Regions from separate parts of the Mus musculus genome. Here region 1 is linked to region 2. Evidence: chromatin contacts called from public Hi-C data. All regions are on one chromosome and are shown on one strand. Each heading gives the region's core, a stretch centred on a gene start, on an enhancer-like site or on the middle of the called end of the contact. The rest is flanking DNA. Distances are from core to core; before and after follow the strand shown. Region 1 overlaps Ambra1 (autophagy/beclin 1 regulator 1). Region 2 overlaps Atg13 (autophagy related 13).

What was found. A called contact is a pair of places that touch in the nucleus more often than the background predicts.
Region 1: a contact with region 2 is called in a Hi-C map of Sertoli cells, with 2.4 times the contacts expected there. The contact joins two enhancer-like sites. A contact is called at or near these places in 13 of 484 Hi-C or Micro-C datasets (the AML12 cell line, CD8 T cells, the G1E-ER4 cell line and 8 more) and 3 of 9 other capture datasets (adipose tissue, liver and pancreatic islet).

The regions. Positions count from the first base shown.
Region 1 is chr2:91,766,820-91,773,025 of GRCm38.p6, forward strand. Ambra1 (autophagy/beclin 1 regulator 1) reads left to right here. Exons shown (of 18, transcript NM_172669.3): 3 at 238-296; 4 at 871-1,054; 5 at 2,096-2,268; 6 at 4,092-4,158; 7 at 5,472-6,206. Among named protein-coding and RNA genes, the nearest start is that of Ambra1, 40 kb to the left of the region's middle. Within about 2 kb of position 3,107, at least 1 of the 459 cell types and tissues checked has an H3K27ac peak or open chromatin away from gene starts, as enhancers often do. A contact at or near this core is called in Sertoli cells, where this site is marked.
Region 2 is chr2:91,686,710-91,693,258 of GRCm38.p6, forward strand. It overlaps Atg13 (autophagy related 13), which reads right to left. Exons shown (of 17, transcript NM_001355419.1): 4 at 5,719-5,838; 5 at 3,082-3,128; 6 at 1,932-2,072. Among named protein-coding and RNA genes, the nearest start is that of Atg13, 21 kb to the right of the region's middle. Within about 2 kb of position 2,937, at least 32 of the 459 cell types and tissues checked have an H3K27ac peak or open chromatin away from gene starts, as enhancers often do. A contact at or near this core is called in Sertoli cells, where this site is marked.

The sequences.
Region 1 (6,206 bases), core at 1,857-4,356, 80 kb after region 2:
TTTGGGAAATTGGTTTATAATGTAAAAGATAAGACTAGAAATGTTCTTCCTGAACTTAGATTTATCTTAATTTATAATTTGATTATTGTCTCCAGATTTTTAGTTTGCACTGTGATACTAATCTAGAGTGGTTTCTGTACTTAAAAGTCAGAGTAAGCCCAACTTTATAAATCATGCTATGCTGTGTGTGTGTCTGTCTGTCTGTATATATTTACTTATTTGTTTGTTTTCTCTCAGAGAGTAGAACTGCCTGATAGTCCACGCTCGACCTTCTTACTGGCCTTCAGCCCAGACAGGTACCTAATACTTAGCTGTAGCTTAAGATTTGATGTGGCTTTCTGTACTCTTGGCTTAGCTTGTTCATTCAGATTAATCCCTAGAGACCCTTTGAAGCACTGGATGAATGTGTGAAGGTGTATATGGTGTACACACACACACTCTATTATTTATAATTATATAATTATATAATTATATAATTATATATATATATATATATATATATATAATTATACTATATATTAGAAATGGAGAGAAAGTAAACAAACAATGCCAACCAGAAGAATAAAAAGAATTGTAAAGAGAATGGTGAAAGTCAAGGCTCAGAAGATAACATTGCTTTGCTTGACCAGTAGACACCAGCAATGAAGGCAATATGTGTTATTTAGCGACAGTGTGGGAAAACCAGAAGCCTTTAAAAATGGGAATATTTCTGTTTTGTGTAGAGAAACTACCTAGTAGGCATACCTTAATTTTTTTTCATTTGTAGTGAGTAGTGTAGGGAATAATGTTGGGATTTTTGTTTTCTAAAGCTGGTAATATTTATTCTCCCCCTACATGCTTCTTAATTATTCCTACATTTTGATTCTCTAGGACTCTCTTGGCATCCACACATGTGAACCATAACATCTATATTACAGAGGTTAAGACTGGCAAGTGTGTTCACTCTCTGATCGGACACCGCCGTACTCCATGGTGTGTCACTTTTCACCCCACCATCTCAGGCCTTATTGCTTCTGGTTGCCTAGATGGGGAAGTTAGGATTTGGGATTTACATGTAAGTATTTTTTGGGCTGCTTATTTCCCTTTGGTATTCCAGACACAGAGACTTGTTTGCCATTGGATTCTTACTTCTGGCTGAGAAACTAACCACTTTGTTAGGACTGGTAGACATTGCTTACTTAAAGGATGGATATTCTAGTTTGTACTTATCCATTATGAAGTAAACAAACTTTTCTTCTGCCTGCTCATTTTAAGATTGTATAGCAGGAGGCTCTAACATGAGTTCAGTATCGACTTCCTTTGTCTTGGAGTACTCTGCTCATGATCATCACACAAGACTTGTCCTGATGATAGACTAGTGGGTTGCTTTCACTATGTTTGCACCAAGCTGGAATGTTCACAGGTGTCAGAAACAGGAACTAAGTAGAGGCTTTGTAATTGACTTGAAGACAGTAATTGTTCTATAAATTATTGGCACTGTTAGATGACTGTTCATATACATTATTTTATAAAAGACATGTTTAAAGTAAGCCCTATAAGAACTCATTTTATCTCAAATGGAAATTTATTTAGAGACAGAGCCTTGATATGCAAATCTGACTGGTTTGGAAATGACTATGTAGACCAGGCTACCCTCAAACTCATGGAGATCCACATGCCTCTGCCTTCTGAGCGCTGGGATTAAAGCCATCTACCACTGTACTCTGATAAAGATTGTAATTGAAAGTGGAAATACTAGGAATCAAACCCAGGGGCTTCATCCATACGAAAGTATATGCTTTACCACTGAGCTATATAGTTCCATCTAGACCCCTCCTCTTTTTCACTCCCTCCATCCCTCCTCTTCCCCTCCCTATCCCCCTCTTTTTTTTCTTTTATTTCTTTTTTTGTTTGTCTTGCTTTTTGACACTACTGTCACGATACAGTCCAGGCTGGCCTCAAGTTTGTGGCAGTCTTCTTGCTTTGCTTCCCAAGTGCTGGGATTATAGGTGTAAGTAATCATATTTAGCTCTTCAATGTAATTCTCTTCACATGGACTCCCCAGTCTGTTAGCAGTTTGTAATCTGAGAATAATTTTGGATTGGTTCATTTGCAGGGGGGCAGTGAAAGCTGGTTCACAGACAGCAACAATGCCATAGCCTCCTTGGCTTTCCACCCTACGGCTCAGCTTCTACTAATTGCCACTGCAAATGAGATCCATTTCTGGGATTGGAGTCGTCGGGAGCCCTTTGCTGTGGTGAAAACAGCCAGTGAGATGGAGCGTGTCCGGTGAGTGCCACGTTCTGTCAACTGTATCAGGCACCAGACAGGAAAGACCATTTATAACTACTGTTATTTCAGGAGACAGGTTGTTATCCCTACTTAGGGCAGTCAGTAGTCTTCTTTAGGGTATTTGTTAGCATCATCATGGCTGATTAGCCCAGAAACAGTTCATTTTGTTTATGGCCTCATCTTGTGGTCTCTGCAGGTCAGGGTCATTTGGTAAAATCCTACTTAGGTTCTAGGCTGCCTGCACTTGGGATTACCTTTTGAGAAGCCTCTCAAAAATAAATGGGTAATTTGATAGCTTGGTGGCTGATTGTTCATTATTGGCTATTTACTTATATTTATTATATCTATATCCAATTATAAAAAAGACATAAACATGTATCTGGGCTACATAAGGAGTCTAAGTCTTCCTGGACTAGTTAACAAGACTCTGTCTTAAAAAACAAAATACCAAGCTAGATGTAGTTGTCCACACCCTAATCTCAGCATTTGGTAGGTAGATCCAGCAGAGGTAGGTGGATCTCTGTGAGTTTGAGGCTGTCTTGGTCTACAAAGTGAGTTTCAGGATAACCAGAGTTATATAGTGAGACTGTCTTAACAAAACAAAACAAAACAACCCAAAATATCAAAACCACAATATAGCTGGGGATGTAGTAAGATTGTTCAGCTCTTGCCTGTTACATATATGGCCTTGTATTCAGTTTTCTGCACTACAGAAACAAGATATACACTACCTAAGTTAGACTGGATAAATTGTTTTCTTTGGCTGCTTTTGACCATACTGTGACTGGATATAGACTGGTTTTCTGGCTTCCAGCCATATCACTTTGTACTGATACTTTGTTGTCACTAGAGTAAGTACTTTTTGCCAAGTGTAGCAGCTTTATGAAGGGAAACCTGAATCTGTGTGGCAGCATTCTGATTTACCATTTAAATGGGCTCTTAGATGTTGAACAGATACTTATTTAGTGTAGCTGCTAAATGTGATGTGAGCCTGGATGTTTTTCAAAACTGGAACCATGGCCTGAGGATGTAGCCCAGGTTAATAGAATAGCTTGTCTTGCATGAATGAAGCTTAGAGTTGGATCCCTAGTATCACATATGGTGAGTGTGTTGGTGCACACCTGTAATGCCAATGCTGAGATGGTAAAGGCAGAAGAGTCAAAAGTTAAAGGTCTTCTGTAACCAGCTGTTGACTTGTAAGCTAGCCTGAGGTATATAAGACCCTGCTTAAAAAAAAAAAAAGGAAAAAAGAAAAAAAATGAAATCTCCTTTTTTCTTGTTGACTTGTAAGCTAGCCTGAGGTATATAAGACCCTGCTTTAAAAAAAAGGAAAAAAGAAAAAAAGAAAAAAAAAGAAATCTCCTTTTTTCTATTTAATATTCATTTATTTTTATTTATATTAATACACTGTAGCTGACTTCAGACACAAGAAGAGGACATCAGATCCTATTACTGATGGTTGTGAGCCACAATGTGGTTGCTGGGAATTGAACTCAGGACCTCTGGAAGAGCAGTTACTGCTTTTAACTGCTGAGCCATCTCTCCAGCTCTGAAATCTGTTTCTTAACGCATTAGGAAACAACATAAAGTCTTATTTTATTGTCTTTAAAAGTTTTTTGAAAGACTAGGTAGGTGTGTAGCATTCAGGAATCTGAGGCAGAACATTTGTGAGTGTGAAGATGACCTGGATTGCATAGATAAACTGTCTTTAGAAGAGAGTGGGAGGTGGAGAAAATAGAGAGTTTTAAAAGTATGAAGGGGTAGTCAATTTTCATTTCTCAGTTAACATGATCTTTGTCTCTTATTCTTTTGTATTTCAGCCTGGTGAGATTTGATCCACTTGGACACTACTTACTTACAGCTATTGTTAACCCTTCTAATCAGCAGGTAAGAGTCTAACAGTCCAACTCTAGCTGAATTGGGAGGTATTTTCTAAACTAGCACTCTAATTTTGATTATTATTATTTCTTTATTATTAAATATCTATTATGTATTATAATAATGAATTTATTATTACTAAAATGCAATTCTGATTATATTTTAGTTCTTAACATTTCTGTAATTCTTTTCCATCAAGATTTTAATTAATTTCTGATGATATTGAAAGTTACAGACATAATTTTCACATGAGTCAATTTTTTAACCTTTGTGAATAAATCATGATAAACAAGCCTTGTCAGAGCTGCAGAAATGACTCAGGTGTTAAAAGTTGTGTACAGGACCTGAGTTCAGTTTTCAGTCCCTTCTGTTGGGCTACTTACACCTGCTCATAACTCTAGCTCCAAGGAATCCAATGCCTTTTTCTGGCCAGTTCTCAGTGTTTAGATGTGTGTGGCATATACCCACACAAAGGCCCACACGTATCCATAAACAAACAAACAAACAAACAAACAGACTATAATTTTAAAAAACATATGTGGGAATTTTGCCTGATTGTGTGTCTGTGTAATGTGTTTATGTAGTGACCACAGAGGCCAGAAGATTAGATTTCTTAGAACTGGTGTTACAGGCAATTGTAACCACCATGTGGATTCTGGGAACCAAACCCAGGTCCTCTGCAAAAGCAACAAGTGTTTTAACCACTGAGCCATCTCTCTGGCTTCTAAAAATAAATCTTAAAAAGAAAGAAGTAGCCAGAGGCTGGAGAAATGGCTCAGCAGTTAAGAGCACTTGATGTTTTTGCAGAGGACCTGGTTTGAATGCCAGCACTCAATGTAGCAGTTCCCAGCCATTTGAATTCCAGTTCTAGGTATCTGATTGCTTCTGCTGACCTCCATAGACACCATACATGTATGTGATGCACATAAATACATACAGGCAAAAACACTCAGACGTAAAGTACAAATAAATCTAAAATAAAAAGGAAATAACTTGTCTTCATCATGCTTATCACTCGTATGCCCCTGGCTGGTTGCTTTTGTTTCCCTTACTGCTTCTATGTCACAGAGATGCCTTTTTTAAATAATTGTTTTGCCAGCTGTACCCATTTAGATATGTTGCCAATTGGAAATGAATAATTTAATACCATATGGTGGTTTTGAATCTGAAGCCAGTTTTCATTACCTTATGGGGAGAGAGGTTTTACTTATCCATGGAGGTGGTTCTTCTTGGATGATTATCAGTCAACTTTAAGTTTCTCTTGATTTGTTTGGCGGTTCTATCTGTTGTGCTCTACTCTGTCCTGCTGGTCCATGTTGCAGGGTGATGACGAACCAGAAATCCCTATAGATGGAACAGAGTTATCTCATTACCGTCAACGTGCCCTCCTGCAATCACAGCCAGTTCGCCGGACACCTCTCCTCCACAATTTCCTGCACATGCTGTCCTCCCGTTCCTCTGGCATCCAGGTGGGAGAGCAAAGCACAGTACAAGATTCTGCTACCCCCTCACCCCCACCGCCTCCCCCTCAGCCCTCCACGGAGCGTCCCAGGACTTCCGCTTACATCAGACTCCGACAGCGGGTCAGTTACCCCACCACAGTTGAGTGCTGCCAGCACCCTGGGATCCTGTGCCTTTGCAGCCGCTGTGCTGGCACTCGAGTTCCTTCCCTCTTGCCACACCAGGACAGTGTCCCCCCTGCTTCTGCCAGAGCTACTACCCCTTCCTTTTCTTTTGTACAGACCGAGCCCTTCCATCCCCCGGAGCAGGCTTCATCAACGCAGCAGGACCAGGGCCTCCTGAACCGGCCGTCTGCCTTCAGTACAGTCCAGAGCAGCACTGCGGGCAACACGCTCCGCAACCTCAGTCTGGGTCCTACCCGGCGCTCTTTGGGGGGCCCTTTGTCTAGCCACCCTTCTAGGTATCACAGAGAACTAGCCCCTGGGCTGACAGGTTCTGAGTGGACCCGGACAGTACTCACTCTGAACTCTCGTTCTGAGGTAGAATCTATGCCCCCACCGAGGACCAGTGCCTCCTCAGTGAGTTTGCTTTCTGTA
Region 2 (6,549 bases), core at 1,687-4,186:
GACACAATGACCCATAAGCCTTTAATCCTAGCACTCAGGAGCCAGAGGCGGGTGAATCTCTGTGAGTTCAAGGCCAGCCTGGTCTACATAGCGAGCTCTAGGATAGCCAGGGCTACACAGAGAAACTCTGTCTCAAAAACAAAAACAAAGAGAGAAGACAGAGGGATGGAGGGAGGGAAAGGGGGAGGAAGAGGGAGAGGAGAGAGAGAGAAAAAAAAGAAGAGAGAGAAGGAGGGAGGGAGAGAAGGAGGGAGGGAGAGGGAGATGGAGGAGGAAAATAGGCTGAGATGGCAGAAATGGCTAGGTCCTCCATAAATACCCAAGCTTCTGTGGCAGGTCCTTTACCTGTGGCAAGGCCATTGCATCCACCCTTAAACGGTTTCTTGTAAGGCTTTTGCCACAGCAACAAAAAAAGTAACAGACACAATAAGAAATGAGTGAAGACTAAAAAGATCTATTACAGCCAAAGTCTAATAATTCTCAGCCGGGTGATGTTGGCACACGCCTTTAATCCCAGCACTCGGGAGGCAGAGGCAGGTGGATTTCTGAGTTTGAGGCCAGCCTGGTCTACAAAGTGAGTTCCAGGACAGCCAGGGCTACACAGAGAAACCCTGTCTCAAAAACAAAACAAAACAAAACAAAACAAAACAAAACAAAACAAAACAAAACAAGTCTAATAATTCTCAACAAACACACAACTTGATATCTGAGAGAGAAATGTTAGGGAACTGTCAAGTTAGAGTTAAGGAAGACTTACTTGGTAAATATTCTCAGTAAGTTTGCTCCTGTGTAACTGGCAATTATCTTTGGTCCCTCCATACTAAAATGGTAGTCCTACAGGTCAGCTCTACTTTTGACAAAGGCTAAAATCAACAGCTCCTCTCCAACACAAAGCATTCCTGATGACTTTACTACATCCCCTCCCCACCAGCTGACCAGGCAAACTAACAAGGGATCTGATGCTCCACCCTGCCCACCTAGGCTTGATCAGCTACTGTCCTCTCTATGTGCAGTCAGTGATCTGTGCTTCTAGGCCATCCTGTTCTACACAGCACATTACAGGACAGCCAGGGGCACATGGAAAGACCCGTCTCAAAAACACCAACTTCCACTCCCCCACACAGGAGGGAAAACCCCACCACTAAGTATAGAGCCTCTATACCTCATAAACTACTTGCACTAAAATGGAACTCAGGAAAACATGCTGAGGTGAATTACTGACCTCACAGACAATACTTAAACTGCTGACTAGTTCTTTTCAGCTATAGACAAATACTCTTAAACTGAATTAGCGCTTTGTCAGACCTAGGAAGTTGAATTTAGCTCTGGAAGAGAAGAGGCTATAGAATCATTCACGGAAAGCTTATTTGTTTGCTTGTTTGCTCTTGTGTCACCCAGGATGGCCTCAGAGTTAAGCAGCTGAGGATGCGTTTGAACACTTGTTCCTCCTGCTTCCAGCCCCTCAGTGATGGGATTAAAGGCATGTGCTACCACTGCCCGGCACAAAGCGTTTTTTAAGGAAATTAAAATTGGCTGGGCTTAGTGTGCACACCTTCCTTCACTCCGAGCACCTGGGAAGTAGAGGATCTCTCTGAGTTCAAGTCCATCCTGGCCTACATAGCAGTAAGCAACAGGACAGCTAAGACTACACAGTGAGACACTGCCTCAGAAAGAGAAAAGGGGGTCAAGAGAATAAACAAACAAACAAACAAACAAACAAACAAATGTATGTTTGCAGGAATTTATCATCCATCCCCCAGGAACTGGAACTATACCGAGACAAAAGGGCAGTTGGTCTAGTGACTCTGAAAAGCTGAGGTTCATGAGGACAGTTGCAAAACTATAGCGTTATAAGTAATCAAGAACACGTGAATGCCAGACAGTGTGCACTGTAAGGAGGCTGAGAAGTAAAGCAAGATCCTTGATCTTACCTGTACAAAATTACATATTCATGCCCTTGCTTCCTGGAGAGTCGATAGGCTGGTGTCACCCTTGTAATAGCGAGAAGAGACTTCAGCAGCAGTGACAATCGGTTGTATACAGTGTAGGAAACTTTGATTTCTTTGTCACACCTGAGGAGCACAAAAACACTGCCAGTCTATCTTTTGGGACGCTGCAAGTCTGCAAAACACATTCTGAACTAAAGATGTACTTAGAGCTCTACCAACACATTGCTGAAGTAAGCCAGCGTGTGCTTCTTCTTATATTAGACACAGGCAAGCACCAGAACCCTCTGTTTTTATCTACTTCTAAAAAGGCAGTATAAAAACAACCCAACAATATTGCAAATTGTACTCAACCTGCTGCTTATTTCCAAGGTTCTGTCTTATGAGCTATTTAGTTGTATGCTGAAAATCTGGAGGAAAAAACTTACTTGGTACAAAAATTTTGGATAATAACCTATCAACTACTTTCTATTCAAGAAAAACAAATGTCCATACTCCACACATGTTCTATTTGAAAACTCAAGCTTCGGGGCTGGAGAGATGGCTCAGTGGTTAAGAGCACTGACTGCTCTTCCAGAGGTCCTGAGTTGAGTTCCCAGCAATCACATGGTGGCTCACAACCATCTGTAATGGGATCCAAGGCCCTCTTCTGATGTGTCTGAGGACAGCTACAGTGTACTCGCATATATAAAATAAATAAGTCTTTAAAAAGAAAAAAAGAAAACTCAAGCTTCAGGCAGGTGGTGAGCTAATCTGCCTTGAAAAACAATAATAGGGAAGGAGTAAAATTCCAGCCCATCGAAGTATGGGAGACCTCACTGACGGCCATGTTGCTGGATCTTACAGGGGACTTCATCAGAGAACGAGCTGTTCTCTGGGAAAACAAGAAATCTTTTGCATGGCTGCTGTGGCTCCTTTCTCCATTCTGAGTGAATTGCCCTGGACACACACCCCTCTGAAGGTCATCTCTGTGCTAGGCTGGAAGCCAAGCGTGAAGCCCGTCATAGCCAAGCCTGCTGGCTCTGCTGAGTGGTCAGAACGCCTCTCTGTGGCTGACTACAAAGCCTGCTTTCACATGATGTCACTGCTTAGCCTCAGCCCCCATAACCAAGGAGTCTGACACAGAAACACTTACTTTTCATTCATTTCAAGACACCAAATTTCCAACTCCATAGAATCTCCCTACAGACGGGACAGGAGAAATATATTTCAATATAAATAAAGAAATAAACCAAAAGGAAAAAAAAACCCAACTTATTGAAAAACAGCAACTTTCTAAAAAGCTGGATCATTTTTATCTTACTTTTCAACAAACATGGAATTTTCCTTTTAACTAAAAATTAGAGAGGAGAGGGAGACAGAGAAATAAAGATTGAGAGACTGAACTTTCTTATCTTTTGTTACACTGGGGATCAACTGCAGGCTTCATGCTCTCTGTGAGTCTCCTCAGCAACACAGGCAGAATCTCCACACTTTGTGTTCGTGGTTACACTGTATACTATGACTAGCATTTTATTCAGCCACATCTCATATTTTTTTTAGTTATTTCTACTTTTTTTTAACCACTACAATAAAAATAAACAGCATTGAGGGGCAAGGCATAGTGGTCTACAACTGCAACCCCAGAGCTTGGGATGTGAAGGCAGGAGCATCAGGAGTTCAAGGTCACCCTTGGCTGTATAGCAAGCTTAAGGCAAGTCTGAACTATCTTGAGATTTTGTTACAAACAAACAGGGCTGGAAGAAAACACACACACACACACACACACACACACACACACGCACGCACGCACGCACGCACAAGCACTGAGAGATGTATACATCCTCTGTATACATCCTCAATCTCTAAGCACATTTCTAGATTTAAGGTAGCTGGCTAAGAAAATAGACTGTTTTCAGTTTGCCCTTTCTTCCTTAGTGTTGGGGGTGGGGCCACAGCATACACACTGAAGCCAGAGTACCATACTGTACCTTGTGCTGGTTCTCTTCTACTACACAGATTCAGGGAGCAAACGTCAGTCATCAGACTTGATGACAAGCGCCTCACCCACTGAGCCATACCAGCAAACCTAGGCTCTATTTTCTGAGACAGTCTGATGCTCACTTAGGCTGAACATACATTAAAATTGGAACAGGAGAGTCTCATATAAGATAGACTGGCTAAAAACCTCTCAATCCTTCTGCTTCCATTTCCCTAGTGCTGGGATGGGGTGGGGGCACCACACTGGACAGGAGTATGTGGTTTGGATAGTGCTTTGCAGGGCTCTGTACATGCACCTGGGCTATACTACTTGTCTCCATCTCCAGTCCTAAAACTTCGATGTACCTTCTCTAAACCACCCTTTAGAAAGGCTGAAAACATCCAAGTGATGGGAGAGCCTTTCACTTCACTTCTACAGGTGCCAATTTTAAAGTGACATCTGTCATGATAAATATTATTTGGGAGTTTCAACCCTACCTTTCATAATTTAGTTCCCAAATAAAAGACACAAAACATTTATATTTATAATAGGTCTTAAAGCATTAGAGCTGGGCAGATAACAACCTCTGTTATTTTCTCTACTTATCCATCATTATCACTTGAGATTTTAAGTAAATTTAGAATGCCACTACAGTTCACATGTGTTGCTTTTGAAATTAAAGCATTACACTGATTTAGAATCGAGGTGAACTATTTGAGCAGGGTGGTAGCACACAGGAGACAAGCGACAGGCAGATCTCTGTAAATTCTAGACTACAGTGGTCTACACCATGAGGTCAGGTGGGACTTCCTGCTGATAAAATAAAGCCAATTGCAAATAGTCTAAAATCCAAAATGACACATTTTTTTTCTTAAAGGTTCTATGTAATTTTTGCATAATAGTAAGTAAAAAATGTTCTTAGTAATGTAAAAGCTAAATGCACATCAATCTTAAATTCATATGAACAAAAAGGGAAACTGTAGAGAAAATATCCTGTGTATTGTATGGATTCATCACCTGTCAATTAAAAAAACTAATGTCCTATAGGAAAGAAAGGGTAGAATCTGGTGGGACATCTGGGAAGCAGAAAGAATTTTGGTGCCTGAGCACAGGTAACCAGTCATGTGGCACCATGTAGGTTAAAATAAATGGGTTATTTTAGTTATGATCTAGTTAGAGAAGAGCCTAGCTATATGGCCAAGGTATGTGTAAATATATTTTGTTTTTTTTTTTTTTTTTTTTTTTTTTTTTTTGGGTTTTTTGGTTTTTCGAGACAGGGTTTCTCTGTATAGCCCTGGCTGTCCTGGAGCTCACTTTGTAGACCAGGCTGGCCTCGAACTCAGAAATCCGCCTGCCTCTGGGATTAAAGGCGTGCGCCACCACGCCCGGCTGTAAATATATTTTGATCTGAGACTGATTTCTGGTGCATGGGGCTGGGAGGAAGAACCCGACCTAATGTCTACAGACATTAGTTTAGAAAAGGTTATTATTACTTAAGTTACTTTTTTTTTTAGCTGATTCCATTAGTGAAACCGTCCTGTATATTATTCTGAGCAAGTGAGCAAGAAAATGCTAAATGCAGAATTCCTCAGCCTTGTAACATTCCTGCATTATATAAGCATGGGCAATAACTAGGCTTAATACCCAGCATAACAAAAATAAATAAATAGATAAATAAATAAGCCCCAATTCAAAAAATGATGAGAAACTCAGAAAGAAAAGGAACATGTATCAAGCTAAAAATGAATTGGAAGCAGAGGATGAAGAGCCTTGCATGCAAAATAAGACCCCCAAGTCCAGCCGTTGCCTTACCTCAGAAGTCTTGAGTGAGATTTCCACACACATAGATCGCCCCACAGCAGGCAGCTGCCCTGACAGGGCCTTCTTTGCTTCATGGGTGACTTCTGGGATGTCTTTGATTGCTAAATTGAACTAAAAACCAAGAGCAATTTATGTGTGAAACCATCTCAAGGAGTATTATAGGGACATAGAGTAGTGCATGCAGGTATTGCTTTAGTATTAGAAACATTAAGCTACTTCTTCCTTCCCTATGGAAAACAGTTTGTACTGGAGCCTCTCAAGTCTCAGGCTATGGGAATGTAATGGCCCAGGGGAAAGGGGGAAGGGTCACAGAAGCTTAAACCACAGATACCCCAAATATGAGAATGGCAGGACTTGGCTGTCTCCCTGCTCTCAACCTGGTGCCATAAAGCTGCACCCCCACCCCCACCTCAATCAGAATCTATTACCCGACAGTTATAAGCCTCAGTCCTTGCTTAACTTGTTCATGTCCCGCCCTCCCTACAGCCCCTGAGTACTCAGATGAAGCATCTTCCAACACCCTTGCCATGGCCAAGGGCCAATGGTATGTGGTCACACAAACCATGGCTACCTCCCTAGGGGCATAAATACCCCCTTTCTTTCTAGCTGTCTTCAGATACTCCAGAAGAGAGTGTCAAATCTTGTTACAGATGGTTGTGAGCCACCATGTGGTTGCTGGGATTTGAACTCGGGACCTTTGGAAAAGCAGTCCGTGCTCTTAACCGCTAAGCCATCTCTCCAGCCCCCTAGATCCCCCTTTCTCCAAAGCTGTTCCGGGAATGTTTGTTGCCTGTGCACTCAGCTGACCAGGCTCCTGTACTG